2 separate regions of the Gossypium arboreum genome follow, and region 1 is linked to region 2. Evidence: chromatin contacts called from public Hi-C data. All regions are on one chromosome and are shown on one strand. Each heading gives the region's core, a stretch centred on a gene start, on an enhancer-like site or on the middle of the called end of the contact. The rest is flanking DNA. Distances are from core to core; before and after follow the strand shown.

The links. A called contact is a pair of places that touch in the nucleus more often than the background predicts.
Region 1: a Hi-C map of leaf shows a contact between it and region 2, with 6 times the contacts expected there. The contact joins the promoter of LOC108486443 here to the promoter of LOC108483919 in region 2. A contact is called at or near these places in 2 of 5 Hi-C or Micro-C datasets (both in leaf).

What each region holds. Positions count from the first base shown.
Region 1 is chr6:67,689,392-67,696,323 of ASM2569848v2, forward strand. It overlaps LOC108486443 (glycerol kinase), which reads left to right and starts at 5,602. Exons shown (of 4, transcript XM_017790499.2): 1 at 5,602-5,924; 2 at 6,102-6,323; 3 at 6,878-6,932. The coding sequence starts at 5,707.
Region 2 is chr6:67,363,616-67,371,118 of ASM2569848v2, forward strand. It overlaps LOC108483919 (pre-mRNA-splicing factor SPF27 homolog), which reads right to left and starts at 2,133. Exons shown (of 7, transcript XM_017787462.2): 1 at 1,727-2,133; 2 at 1,461-1,639; 3 at 1,024-1,107. The coding sequence starts at 1,966.

The DNA.
Region 1 (6,932 bases), core at 4,352-6,851, 330 kb after region 2:
GGTCATTCTCACATTTCCCTTACTTTACCATATAATCCTTTCCCTCCAAAATTTTGAATTTTAAGGTTTAGTTTCTATATAAATACTCTAAATTTTCCTTGTTTTACAATTAAATCTTATTTAATTAATATTCAAATTTTACTCAAATTACCCCTAATAAAAATTATTTTAAAATTCTTTTTCCACCCAAATTGATTATTTTCACTAATAATTATTTAAAATCTTTAAAATTATTTTTTGAAAATATTTTTTAAATTTTCTAGATTATTTTAATGGATTTTAGATGAAATTAACCTCTTAAATTAAATTAAAAATACTAGAAACCCTATAAATTCCTAGTTTCGCACTCAAAACTCGAAAAATATATCCAAAACTACTAGAACCGATTTAGGGATATTACAGTCATTGTTGCCTCTTGCACTGAATTTCCCTTCTCTTCTCCTCCGACAATAGTAGATACGACTTGGCAGCGAGTCTGAACCATGGCATGTACTCGGCATCTTCACCGTGTCTGCTGAGAAAAATAGTTCGTGGATGAGCACACTCCCAAGCCTCGATGTGCTCCCCATGTCGCTATGCTCAATTGTCATCATTCTTCCCCCGCATAGCCACATTGTGCAGCTCCTTCAGGTCTTGCGGTGGCGATGGAATTCGTTGCCTCCACTCGAACTGCCGCATCACGTAATCTGATTCGTCCATTTCCACCATCGCATACACTACCAACGACACCTTGGCATCCCACATCTCCCGATTTTCCAACACTTCTGGAAGGATGCAAGAAATGATATCGGTGTCGGCATACGATATCTTTTCAAACTGAAAAGCAAAATTGTAAATATTGCTATGTATAATTTTTTTTTTACGAATCATTATGTAATTAATATAGATTTGAAAGAATAAGTAACTAACCTAAAATCTTCCAACTTCTCGAGCAGTCCCATGTAACTGGACCTACGGTTCCACTTTTATAAGTGATATGTTAGTCGAAACGCATAATAAATAAATAAATAATTATTGTACAAACTACGTATTTATTATTAAATTATGTTTACCTCATCACCAATGGGAACATGTATGGGTCGGTCACCCTAGGATGTAGAAACGATAGTCGCCACCAAGCATACGATTGCAGTAGAAGCAGACAACCACCGATCAACATCTTATTTGGTACCGTGGCTCGACACATCTCCCGGTATAACATGGAAAAGATGATCAATCCCTAACATAGGTTTCTCATTCATTGAATTTACTAGATGTAGTAGTCACCTTACGTGCACCAAATTTTGAGATTTTGAGATTTTTCGGGCATTAAAATACCCCTGATTAACCTCATCATGAATGCTCGGACGTATAGGTCTATGACCTCCTTCGTTCGGTCTTAAGGGAGCTCGCCGAAATTTCTCTCCAACCAGTTGATAGAATTTCGACCACCTTCACACTTGTCCAGGAACTTCTCTAGTGGTGCTCTAGAGAGATCCACTTTACTGGAAACGACTGTTGATCCCGTGATGATTGGCCTATCCACTGGCAGATCGAGTTGTTGTGACAGCCCAAAATTGACCCTAGTCGGAAGGTGGTCTCGGGACCACAAAACCGAGGCATAAAAATAATTAAAAATTTATTTTGATGCCTATAATATGTGTGTGCTCATGTATGACATTTTATGATGATTGATTTAGTGTTATAAGGGTGAATTCCACAAGAAAGGACTTAGTAATGAACTTTGAAAGTATGATAGGAAATGTGTGATGACTAATTAAAGCATGCATGCAAAATAATGGACTTGCATGTCAAATTCCCCTTTATAGGTGGTGGCCGGCCATGACAAGGAGGATGGGCTAAACATGTCATGAAACATGTTTTGTTGGTGCATTAGGGTGAAATAATAAACAAAGGTGTATGGGTGATAAAAAATGAAAAAAAATGTGTGTGAGTGTGGTAATCCCCCCATTGCCGTGAGTTGTAGAGAAGGAAAGAAAAAATTTTGTTCATCCTTTCTTTGAGCCAAAACTAAGGAAGAAGGAGGATTTTTGCTTCATGCTTGGTTTGGAAGAGATCTAGAAGGAGATTTGGCTAAGTTTGCATCAAGATTAAGGTATGTATGAGGTTGTGTTAGGAGTTTCATGCATGTTTTGGTTGCTAACTTGATGTGCATGTTAGCCATGGCTCAAATCTTTGTTAAGCCATGGAAATGGTATTTGGCCAAAGTTGTTATGGTGATAAAGCCATTGCATGCTAAGTGTGAAGCTTGATGATGATGCATGCAATGATGGATTGTCTACTCTTGAGTAAGATTTTGAGCTTTCTTTTGTTTTATCATGATTGAAGTTGAAAAGGAGCATGATTGTCATATTCGCCATGATGCATTCATGAGCATGGTTCATGCTTCTTGCATGTTAGTTAAAATTTGTGTTTTGGATGGCTATGGACACCTTGAAATTCGCCATGCTCATATATGTATATATATGTTTGCACATGATGTTTTGGTTATGAAGGAAGTGATGAATAAGTTTGTTTAAAGAAGAAGATGTTGAAGAATAATTGTGAAATTGTAAGCACATTCTACTAGCACACATATGAGTGCTTGATGCTATATTGTAAGTTTTGAGCTACAATATGCAAAGCATTAACTAGTAAAATGCATGCTTTTTGTGTGGTATTAAGTGCATAATTGGCCTCAACATGGACAAGTATATTCGCCTTGGGTAGCCTATTGAAGGCCTTAGCTTTTCCTTGATGCTCGAATAAATTGTATTGAATTGCTTGATGTAGTATAAAATGTGCATGACCATTGTGTATTCAAGCTAAAGGGTGGCCATATGACCATTTAAATTCCTTGTCATATTCGCCATAAGCTAGCACAATGAGGTTTTGATAAATTGAATTTGTTTGAATTAGCTCAAGAGCTAAGAGGGCCACAATTGGACAAGGGGAAGGAAAAAGTGATCGAATAGCCGTAAAAGCCGTTCGACAACATCCGAGGTAAGTCCTCAAGAAGTGACCTTACTTGAATTATGTGGAATGAAATATGGATGTATTGATTATTGATTTATGTGTATGAGTATTCGAATGATACCCGGGCTAAGTCCCGAAGGCGATTATGTTAGTGATTATAATTGTGTTTGAGCCTTAGTAACGAAAATAAATATGTATGTCCAATGATTATTGATGTATGTGTGCATGAGAAATTGATTGATATCCGGGCTAAGCCCCAAGACAATTATCTTGGAAATTATAACCGGGTTAAGACCAAGGCAATTGTGCTAGTGGCTACATCCGGGCTAAGACCAAGGCATTCGTATGAGTCATTCTATCCGGCTAAGACCAAGGCATTTGTGCAAATCGTGATATCCGGGTTAAGTCCGTAGGCCTTGGTGCGGGTTACCATAACCGGGCTATGTCCCAAGGCGATTGATCGAGTAGCGACATCCGGTTAAACTCAAGGTATGTGATTTGAAAATTATAAGCTTGCTGGAAAATTTCAGCTAATGCACTTGTGAAATTTCCCAATGACAAGGTAAGTGCGGTGTGTGCTTTGCGTGCTAGGAGTAAGAGCGTGTGAATATCCGCTCCTATGATGGAACGAGTTATCGGCCTTAATGAAGCCGTTATTTGTGTATGAACATAAGAGTTGGGATGGTGAAGTAAGTATGATTATGTGAATGTGCATTAATGAAATGATGCATTTAACTATGTGAATGTATTGCTGTAATTAGAGTTGATTATATTCCTTGAGACTTACTAAGCATAAAAATGCTTACTCATTGCTTTGGCTCTCGCTTTTCTATATTTCGCTCGATAGCAATCGGATTCGGGATCGTTGAAGTCGAAGTCATCCACACTATCAAGCCCCCATTTTGGTATAAATTCTTGGTTGAACTTGAAATGGCATGTATAGGACTACCCCTTGTTGGTTTAAATATGTTATGATGTATATGTGTACGGCCATGCGAAAATGGCTCGTAATAGTGAAGTATCAACTTAAACTATTTGCGGTTTGTATATATATATATGGTGTCATGATGTGACTATGAATTGGAAATGGGAATGTTGGTCACATGATCAGCCATTGGCATGGTTAAAATGATCATATGTGGACCTATGTAAGGCAAGACTAGTTGGTTCATGGAGACTACAAAATAGGTAAGACCTACCTTAAAACAGATGCTGCCAGCTGCAGTAACGTGAATGTGAAAAATCACCAAAATTTGTAGGAATGGTATTAAATAGTGAATCAGCTATGTAAATGAACATTGATGAGTCTATTTTCATATGGAAGAAACGAAATGGTCATAGGAGTTACATGTTAAGAGATATTAAAGCTATTGTGAGACAGGGCCAGAACGGTTTCTGGGTTCCCTATCGCAACTTTAAAAATTTACTATAAATTATCCAGAAAGAATTAGGAGGCATACCTTATATGTACAGATTCCATTTTGAGTCTAGTTTCATTAGAAACAAACGGCACCAGCATTAAAGCCCTGTACAGAGAGATATTCAAGTTATACGGCGCGAAGGTCAGAGCAGTCGATCCCTGTAACATGGGTGAATTTAACTAATAAAATGTACCAATTGGCCCGACCAAAAATTCTAGAAATAAATCCATGGATGGATATATGAGTCTAAATTCAGGGAAAATTTACGAAACCAGTTTCCGAGTTTTGAAACTCGAGATATGATTTTTAAGGCGACAGTGACGCAGTTTTTCCACTGACCGAAATGTCCAATAGATGGGCAAAACAAGTGAACTTGGCTTGCTAACCCCTCGTGTCCGACACCGGCGATGGTCTCGGGTTCGGGGTGTTACAGTTGTAGCGATGTGTCCTCAAGTGTGATTGTACACTCAACACATGGAAGGTGAAAAGTGTGTGTTTTGGGCCTCTATCTTTCCACCAATGTGTTGATTAGTGTAAAATCGAGTTTGCAACCCTTGGTCATGCGAGACATATGCAAGAATCCAGCTTGTTGTAAGTGGCCACAAATTTCAGTGATCGCAGGCTTTCCCATATTATGAATGAACCTTTCGGAACACGATCATCCGCCTATTTACATAATAAAAAATTCAAATTAAAAAAAAATTTAAATTTAACATAATTTAAAATTTTGTCTTACTATTATTGCTTAGGCGGTGGAAATATACTTGTCGTCAAAGCGGATTAGAAAGGCGTCTATTCGTGAAAAGTTGATTCAAAATGAAATAATTAAAAAATAATATTTTTAATAAAAATATCAAAAATTTAAAACAAAAGAGTTGAGAGAAATTGAGAAAGTTAAGAGAGTTAAAAGAAAGATGTGAATGAAAAAAATAAAACATGAGGGTATTTATAAGATAAAAAATATACCGTTAGGGGTATTAATTTTTTTACCCTTAGTGCAGCAACGTTTAAAAAGTCGTTACTTTTTATCGTTGGTGAAAAACACATCTAGCTAGCCACACCTTCTATTTCTCTTTCCTAAATCGAACTATTTTCTTAACTAAATAAACAAAACCTAAAAACCTAATTAAAAAATAAAATCAGCATATTTTGCTAATTTTGCCCCGTACTTGTCATTGAGATTGTAAAAACATTATAAATTACATTGGATACCTTTTATTATTTTAATTTACACATTTATAAAAAATATTGTATAAACTTTTGGCGAGATTCCCGAGAAAACAGGAAATGATATCCTAGAAAAAGTAAGAAACGACGACCTTCACTATATATGAAAGTCATACCCTCTTGCTTCATTTTGGTTTTACTCTTTTTGATATCTTCATCGAAGACCAACAACCCACAGAAGAAGAAAATGTCCAAGGAGCAAACTTTCATAGCCTCAATCGACCAAGGCACCACCAGCACCCGGTTCTTCATCTATGACAAATCTGCTCGAATCATCGGTTCCCACCATGTCGAGTTCACTCAGTTCTACCCTGAAGCCGGGTACTCCTTTCGAAAATTTTCCAAATCAAACTTTCACGTTGCTTTTATCTTTTTTTCACCAATATAAAATCTGGGTATGATTTTATATGACATGAAGATTGAAAATTTTGAGGTATTTAATTATTGACTTATCTTTTTCTTTTTCAAAATTTTTTGGGGAATTTTGGGGGTTGTTAGGTGGGTGGAACATGATCCAATGGAGATATTGGAGAGTGTGCGATCTTGCATGACGAAGGCACTAGACAAGGCTACTGCTGATGGATACAATGTTGACAGTGGACTGAAAGCAATTGGATTAACAAATCAAAGAGAAACAGTTGTTGTTTGGAGCAAATCTACTGGTTCTCCTCTCTATAACGCGATCGTTTGGATGGATGTTCGTACCAGCTCTATTTGCAGGTAATCATTTCCTTTGTTTTTCCTGTTTGTTACTTGTTTGCTCGTTCTTTTCTTTTTCCGGATAAATAAACATAATGGTTTTATTTGCATCTCGATTTTCTCATCCTTAATGTTGCTCAGTTTTTTGTTTGATTTTTTTTCTTTTGAATTGGGTATCAAAGGTCTTGATTTTTGAAGAGTTCCCATCATGAGCACGAAATATTTTTCATCCTCGGAATTGGGTTGATGTATATTCCTTCTTTTCTGTTACAATAAATTCCTCTAGTTTGCTTTCCATAACCTGGTTTGAGTTCTATATTACTCTGATTAGGACTCAGTTGAGTGTTCAACATCTTTATGTGCTCAACTTTTTCCAAGATTCCCATGTATTTCGATACTCCTTGGAGGATCATATCATGTACCAGCTATCGTATGAGTCAGATATCACTGTTGAATACATACACTTAAAAGAAAATTGAAGAGTCGAACCAAAGACTGTTTGAAGTTTCATTTACTGCTGTGTACTGATTGTCTGAATTCCATATATTTGAAGTTTGAGTTGATCTTTATATTAGGAAATTGGAGAAAGAACTGCCAGGAGGGAGAACACACTTCGTGGAATCATGTGGT
Region 2 (7,503 bases), core at 883-3,382:
GTCGAAGCAAGAATTCTTCCTCGTCTAGACCCGTGACTAGATCCTACACCAAGGCGCATAAAAGCACCATACTCATGTCAATATGATATGACACAGGTACTGACACAAGATATGCATCAGACACTCCTCTGAAAAAATTGACTCTTCTTCTCACAGAATATAACAAAGCTAAGGAAGAGACATCAGATGAAAAGATTGCTTGCTAGTGTAGTTGTGCAAATTGTCGATGTAAGATGTGCTTCTCTACTCTGGTAACATGGTAGTTTAGGAAAACAAACAGAAAATGGGTACACTATCTTCAAGACAGAGTTACACCCGCTATCAAAATGAAGAAAATTAGGTGGAATGTATGATAGAGTAAGATTTTCTTCTATTGCAATTGGGCTTCAAACTTTTAGGCCTACAATCATTACCTTAAGTAAATAATTAATCTTAACCTAACCCAAAAAGGACAAAAGAATTGTACCTGGACCTTCTTTATATCTTTCTTGACGTATGAAGTCCAACTTCAGGTTGTGAGTTTAACGTGTAAGAGTTTAACTATTAAAAATAATTTAAGTATCTAAAGATAATAAATTTGACGTATTAGAAATTGTACTAATATACTTTTTAGTTATCCTACATATCCATATCATATTTTTAGACACTTTTTATCTTACTCCACAAGTCCAAAACTTTGGACTGCAAAGGTAGAAATCAACAAAAATGCTAAACCGCCAACCTGTTGAGGCCCTATGGAATCAAACAAGGTTGGCTTTTATGCTAGACATGCTTGCCAAATCTAGCCTAAGGCTGTCACTTTAGCCAAGGAAAACAACTAAAATTTGTTTCCTGTAGATTGAGAACTTCAATATATGACAACTGGTAGCACCATATCCATCATATCAGAAAGAGTGCATTTCTGCCATAAGTCACATATTCCCAAAAGTCTCTTAGCTTAAATCTACCAATTCAAACAAGAAGCAAAACCACTTTCAATTTGCCATGAAAATAACATCAATGTTGCAGTTATTAGGGAAAAACCTGGCCAAAAATCCTCCCAGTCGTTGGTTGTTCTGTCTCCAAACATCAGGGCCATATTTTAACATCAACTCCAAATTTTCCAACCTGAAACCAAGCAAAGATATACAAGACAAAAATCTTAACATTGCATGCAAACAGCATCAGAAGTTATATGTATACAGTGTAAAATTTTAGGTGGAATGGCCCCCAAACTTCCCCAAATTTAACTGACGAGGGATTTTCATTCATCACAACTTGAATAAAAAGCAACTACTGCCATGAAACTAGAATCCTTAACGAAATAACACAGTAAAATAGAAGAGAAGCACGTAATTAATTTCTTAATGATTCACAGAAGCATGGAACAAAAATATCATGAAAGCAAAAAAAGGTAATTTCATAAAATATCCTAATCTATTCTTTCTTGCTTATTCAAATAACTAAGAGAAGAAACTGACCTAATTACTTGATGTTGCAATGAGCGCTGAGATCTTTGAACTGCCTGTTTCCAAGCAGTTTCATCGTTTCTCTTATTCATGGGCGGTGGTTCAACTTGATACCGTGAAGAAAAATCAAGGGTCACGGGTGGCCTACCCGCTCTGACGCGCTCATATTCTTTGCCAATCATTGGGTGATGCTGAGATCCAAACATGGATTTTTAAAACTTCAATAAAGAAAAACCTCAAGTATTCCAAAGAAAAGCCCAAATTGGGGGGACAATAACCTGAAAATTGAAGGAGGGAAGAGGGGGTAAATCCTTGAGGAAGTCAGCTGGCTTCTTGATACTCTTTCGCATCTCTTCTTCGACCAATCGATCAACCTCTTCCTTGACCATTGGGTTCCCGTAGTCGTCGTCAATGTAGGGTAATGCGTCCAAAGTCTCGGCAGTGGAAGCAGAGGCCCATGGCCGAGCAGTTTCAGGCGGTGCCTCCAACATAAGGATCTCTTCGCCGTTGCCGCCCATTGTGTATATCTCTAGCTTTTCCCCTTCAACTCTCTGATACTGTTTCCGCTTAAGGGTTAGTAGTGGCTTTTACAGACCAAGCCACTTAAAATTTTAAAAGGTAGGGCTTAAAAACGCTAAGAAAAAATTGAGAAAAATCAATAAAAGTTAATTAAAAACGGGTTTACCTCTAATCATATATATTAAAATACAATACAACAAGGTGCATAACTCTATATTGCGATTTGCGAAAAGTGTCGTATTTTTATTTTTATAATTTTAAATATTTAATTTAATTTTTATTATTTATTTAATTTTAAAATTATTTACTTTTCTCACTAAATTATCTTTTTAAAATATTTTAAAATATAAGATTATAAAATATTATTATTTTTATTTACCATAAAAGTACGGTAAATAAAGTGATAAATATATAAATAAAAATTGGATAGATGGACAAGGCAAATATAATTTGAAATATAATATATTTGTAATAAATATATGGTTATATAATCTGGGTTACGAGGATTAAGTTTTAACAGTTTTCCATAAAAATGATGTGTATTTGTATGTCAATAAGAGTATCTGTTATAATGACTTGTAAATATTAAAAGTGGGATATTGTATTTTTTAAAAATTTTGAACTAGAGTTAATATTATCTTGAATTATGATATTTTGATATATCACGTCATGAAATTCGTCAAAGTAGTCTATGTGATAATATATCAGTATGGATATGTGTGGTATTAAATTAGGATATGACTGAGTATGAATTGATAGTATTATATTCCACGTAAGTATTTATCAAACCGGTGTGTCGTTAAAAGCACCAAATATATCATATCTCTAAATAACGAAAAGAAATAATAATAAGGGAGTAGGGTCAAATCCTCAAGGAATGGATCGCCACAGCTCCTTGTTTCTTAAAATCTCGGGCACAGTCGTGCCCAAGAAAAACAACTGACCTAGAAAAAATAAAATAAAACAGAATTAAAAATATGATTGAGTTGAAATTAAATAGATTGAAATCGTAATTGTGATAATAAACAGAATTGAGAAAAAGGGGTTTTTGATTGAGGGATTCTGGCTTCTGGTTATCTTGATCCTCCTTCGGTTCAATCCTAAGCTTTTAAGTGATCCTTCTCATAACTGAATAAGCCAATTATAGTTGAAGAGGACGCCTACGACCACCAACTCCACTTAGGTTATAGCCTTACGATCTAGAGAAACCTGACTCTAGCCAACCATCACTTTTGTGGGACCATCTTACACTAGATCATCGTTTCTCAATGGCGAATTTCACGCCATTTTGTCTCTTGGGCTCGACAACCTCTGACACAGTAAGTTAGTGAACTTATTGTGCAACCTTCCCAAAACATACAAAGCTGTCGTCTTTGCACAAGATGAAAATATTACTTTTAGAAGGACATGGATGGAAACGCCAGTCCCGTAATGTGGAGAAATGATGAATACTGGTTGAGAAGGGCTAAGTGCGGGTTTTAAGCCTCATGAACTCTTTTGGAGGAGTCTTGATAACCTTTGGCTAAATGAGTTTAGTTACTTATGCTTTTTGGGAAAAAAACACAAGTTTTAATGAAATGGAATTTTATTGAAAAGGAAACAAAAAGGCTAAGAGCCTTAGGGGGAATGAGTTTTTTACAGAAGTGATGAGTGAATATTCATGCCACTCTATCCCCTACTTATAGTACATGAAAGAACCTAGTTTGTTCCTATTTAAACTCTAGATGATAATGTTTAAGAGATATAATTTGAAATTAAATCTAAACAATATAATAATCCTAAAAATAAAATTCAAAATTAAACAAAGTCTTATGTTCATAAATCTCTTCTTTGAAATTTTGCCCTAAGTCTTCTACAGTTTATATTTTCGGCACAACTTCTTCCCTATTTCGTATGCTGAACCGTTTTATCTTTAAATTCACGCTTTTTCCCCCAAATTTCCTTTTACTTTCAATTTAGTCCCTACAAGATAAAAAAAACCCATAAACAGTCCAAATTAATAGAATTGTACTCAAAATATATATGTAATTAACACATAAAAGTATGTCATTTTAAAGTATTATCATATTCCCCTCTACTTAGCCCATGCTTGTCCTCAAGTATGGTTCTTATTCCATTGTGTAATTTAGATTTTACCATGAATCCAAAGTTTTATAAAAATTAGGCATAATGCATATAAAAATAAAGAGAACATTTAGCTTGCTTTAAGTAAAACTGAAAAGTACTCCAACTTAAATACACAAAAATTAAATCGACTTGGATTATTTCATGAAAGGTAGGTAATTTACTAAACTTAACAAAACATCCTATTTGTTCCACCCATAGTCCCCAAATTTAATTCTCTTTTTTCTTTCGTTGATTTTTTTTTTATGTATTGGCCCTTTTGACACGAAGTGGAATGACAACCCAAGCACCCCACCCCGGATACTCAGCCCAACACACTCGTAATTTATTATTTGTTTAAGAATGTGTTGGCCCTTTTAACGCGAAATGGAATAACAACCGAAGCACGCCACCCCGGTTGCTCAGCCCAACGCACTCTTAATTTTTTTTAATTCCAGTTAGCAAAGTTTTACCTAACACATCACACAACCTTTTTACGCGAAGTAGGATTACAACCCAAGCACCCTACTTCGGTTATTCAGTCAGCCACGTTGTAAGTTTTGCTCATAACCACATAATCCCCCTTTTTTCTTTTTTTTTCTTTCTAATGAAATAAAAATTTAATTTTGGAGGACTAGAAAAAACAATCAAGTGTCAAAAATAAGTTTTGGCAACTACCTAACAGTCATGAAAATAAATTTAGCATACATTAGCATTAAGTGTCCTCTTTGCATTTAGACTTAACCGATTTTACTATAAGCAAGATGAGGTTAACTTCATTAATCATAATTATTTTAGCCTAATAGAAATAAAATAGTGTAGATGAAATCAACATAGCAAAATCATAACTAACTTAGGAGACAAGAAACATGCTTGTGGGCCAAACAGTGGCTAATTCCTGGTCAAAATCTTGGGTATGAACAGGGATAATATATACTAAAAAAAACTAAATGTGGGCAAAAACAAGTACAAGGCAGGAGCAACAATAAACACAACAGTAAAAACGATAGATAAAACAACAGAAATAATAAGGAATGTCTCCCCCTACTTAAAAAATATTGCCCTCAATGTGCAAAATAATATTAACAAATATGATGAAAAAGAAAGGGTTTAGAACACTCCCTATGTCATTTTCGTTATTGTTTTCGCCCGTTTCCAAATTTATTTTTTTCCTCGATTTTCCTAGATATAAGAAAAGAGAATAAAATTTATTAACATGCAAGAAAATAAAAAAAAAAGTAAAAAAGAAAATAAAATTAGGTTGCCTCCTAACAAGCGTTTATTTAACGTTGTTAGCTTGACGTCCTAACTAGTATTATGGTTGTTCCAACTGAATTTTTTCAATTGTATGGGCTTGAAAATTCTCATAAAAATGGCTTCAACCTTTGACCATTGACTGTGAACAGTTTTCCCAGCTCTTCACTTTCTATTTCATCTACACCAAATATGAATAATTTAGTTACAATAAAGGGTCCTAACTATCTAGATCGAAGCTTACCAGGGAACAATTTTAACATAGAGATATAAATTTGTAACACCCCTAACCCGTATCCGACATCGAAACAGGGTTACAGAGCCGTGCCTGATTTATAACTTATAAAATCAAACATTTTATAAACAATTATCATTCAAAACAAAAACCATTCATAATCATTCATATGGTCCCTAATATGAGCTTTCGAGGCCCAAAATAGACATTAAAAGTGTTTTGGGACTAAACCAAGTACTTAAGAAATTTCTAGGAAAACATGGAAAATTTTCAAAGTGCAGGGGACACATGCCCGTCTGTCCAGGCCATGTGTCTCACATGGCCAAGGGACACGCTTGTGTCTTAGGCAGTGTGAGCATTCAAAATAGGATTACATGGCCATGTCCCAGCCCGTGTCCGACCTCGTGTAACTTACTAACTTGGGTCACATGGCTAGACCACACGCCCGTGTGTCAAGCCGTGTGCTAGGCCGTGTGAAAATTAGAGGGTATAATGACTTGTGCCACACGGCCAAGCCACACGTCGGTGTGTTATGTAACACCCGTCACCCGTATCCAACGCCGGGACAGGGTTCGAGGCGTTACCAGACTTAAACATTTACAACATGCAAAATCGGGACACAATATTTTTGTCCAAAATTAAAACATCTTAAACACATTCATATCATCCCTTATATAGGCCTTTGAAGCCTATAACACACATGTTATAAAACTAGGTCCCTATACATGCCACTCACTTGATAATTCTAACATATGTGTTTATACTCTCAAGGTGTTGGCTTGATAGTGTGATGCTGCCTCCAACGCTCTCCAACCCTGAGCTAACCTGACAACACTAAAAGAAATGGAAAAGAGGGGGTAACCTTTACGCTTAGTAAGCTCACATGAAAATAATTAGCAATTTACTAACATGCTTTCCATAGTAAAACTAACTCAATTGTACATTTACACATGTTCTGGTTAAGCTGCTTTCTTGAGTTACAGTCACTAAATCATTTATATATGGAGTTACAAAACTCCAAATTAATATCCGTAAATTTTACCAGAAACTAGACTCATATATATTTCCACCATAAAATTTTTAGAATTTTTTGTCTAGCCAATAAGTACAGTTTATTATTCAAAGTCTCCCATGTTTCGTTATTAGACAACTTCAACCTTGCTTCACTAAAATTCATTTATCTCATAGTACGAGACTCGGATAATGTTCCTGTCCCTTTCTCCTGAAAGTAGACTCATTAATTATTCTAAGCATATAAATTATAACCCATAATTATTTTTATACAATTTTTAACAATTTTTCCAAGTCAAAACAGGGGATCTCGAATTCATTCTGACACTATCTCACATAAATTAGAATATCATATAATATATAACTCTTTTGCTCCCCCTGTTTATTTTATATAAAAATATACTAATTAAGATTTAATTACATAATTTATTTGAAATTTAATTCAACTTACACAATTTTTGGTGAATTTTGAAAGTCACACAACTGCTGCTATCCAACATTGTTTTACTACTAAAATTTACTCTTACATAATTTCACTTTAATCCATTTTGTCTTATCGAAGTTCACTCAAATATCGAGCATAGTGATCAAAATTTTCTTAAACATATACCTGCACTTATTCATCATATAATCATGTTCACATGTATTTTTACTTAATCGATTTTCCCGTTGAACTCTTTAGAATAATAACTGATACTCAGTTGCCTGCACATATTTTAATACTTGTAGCCAAAGCTATCTGGTACGCATAGTAGCCTGCACTTAGTACTACACATGCGACCAATTATCCAGTATGTGACAGCCCTATTCTGACCCTAGTCGGGAAGTGGTTTCGGGACCGCTAAACCGAGTCGCAGAAATAACTGAATATAATATTTTATGTCTAAAATATGTGATCATGCATGTGTGAAATTTGAATGCTTTTATTTTTGT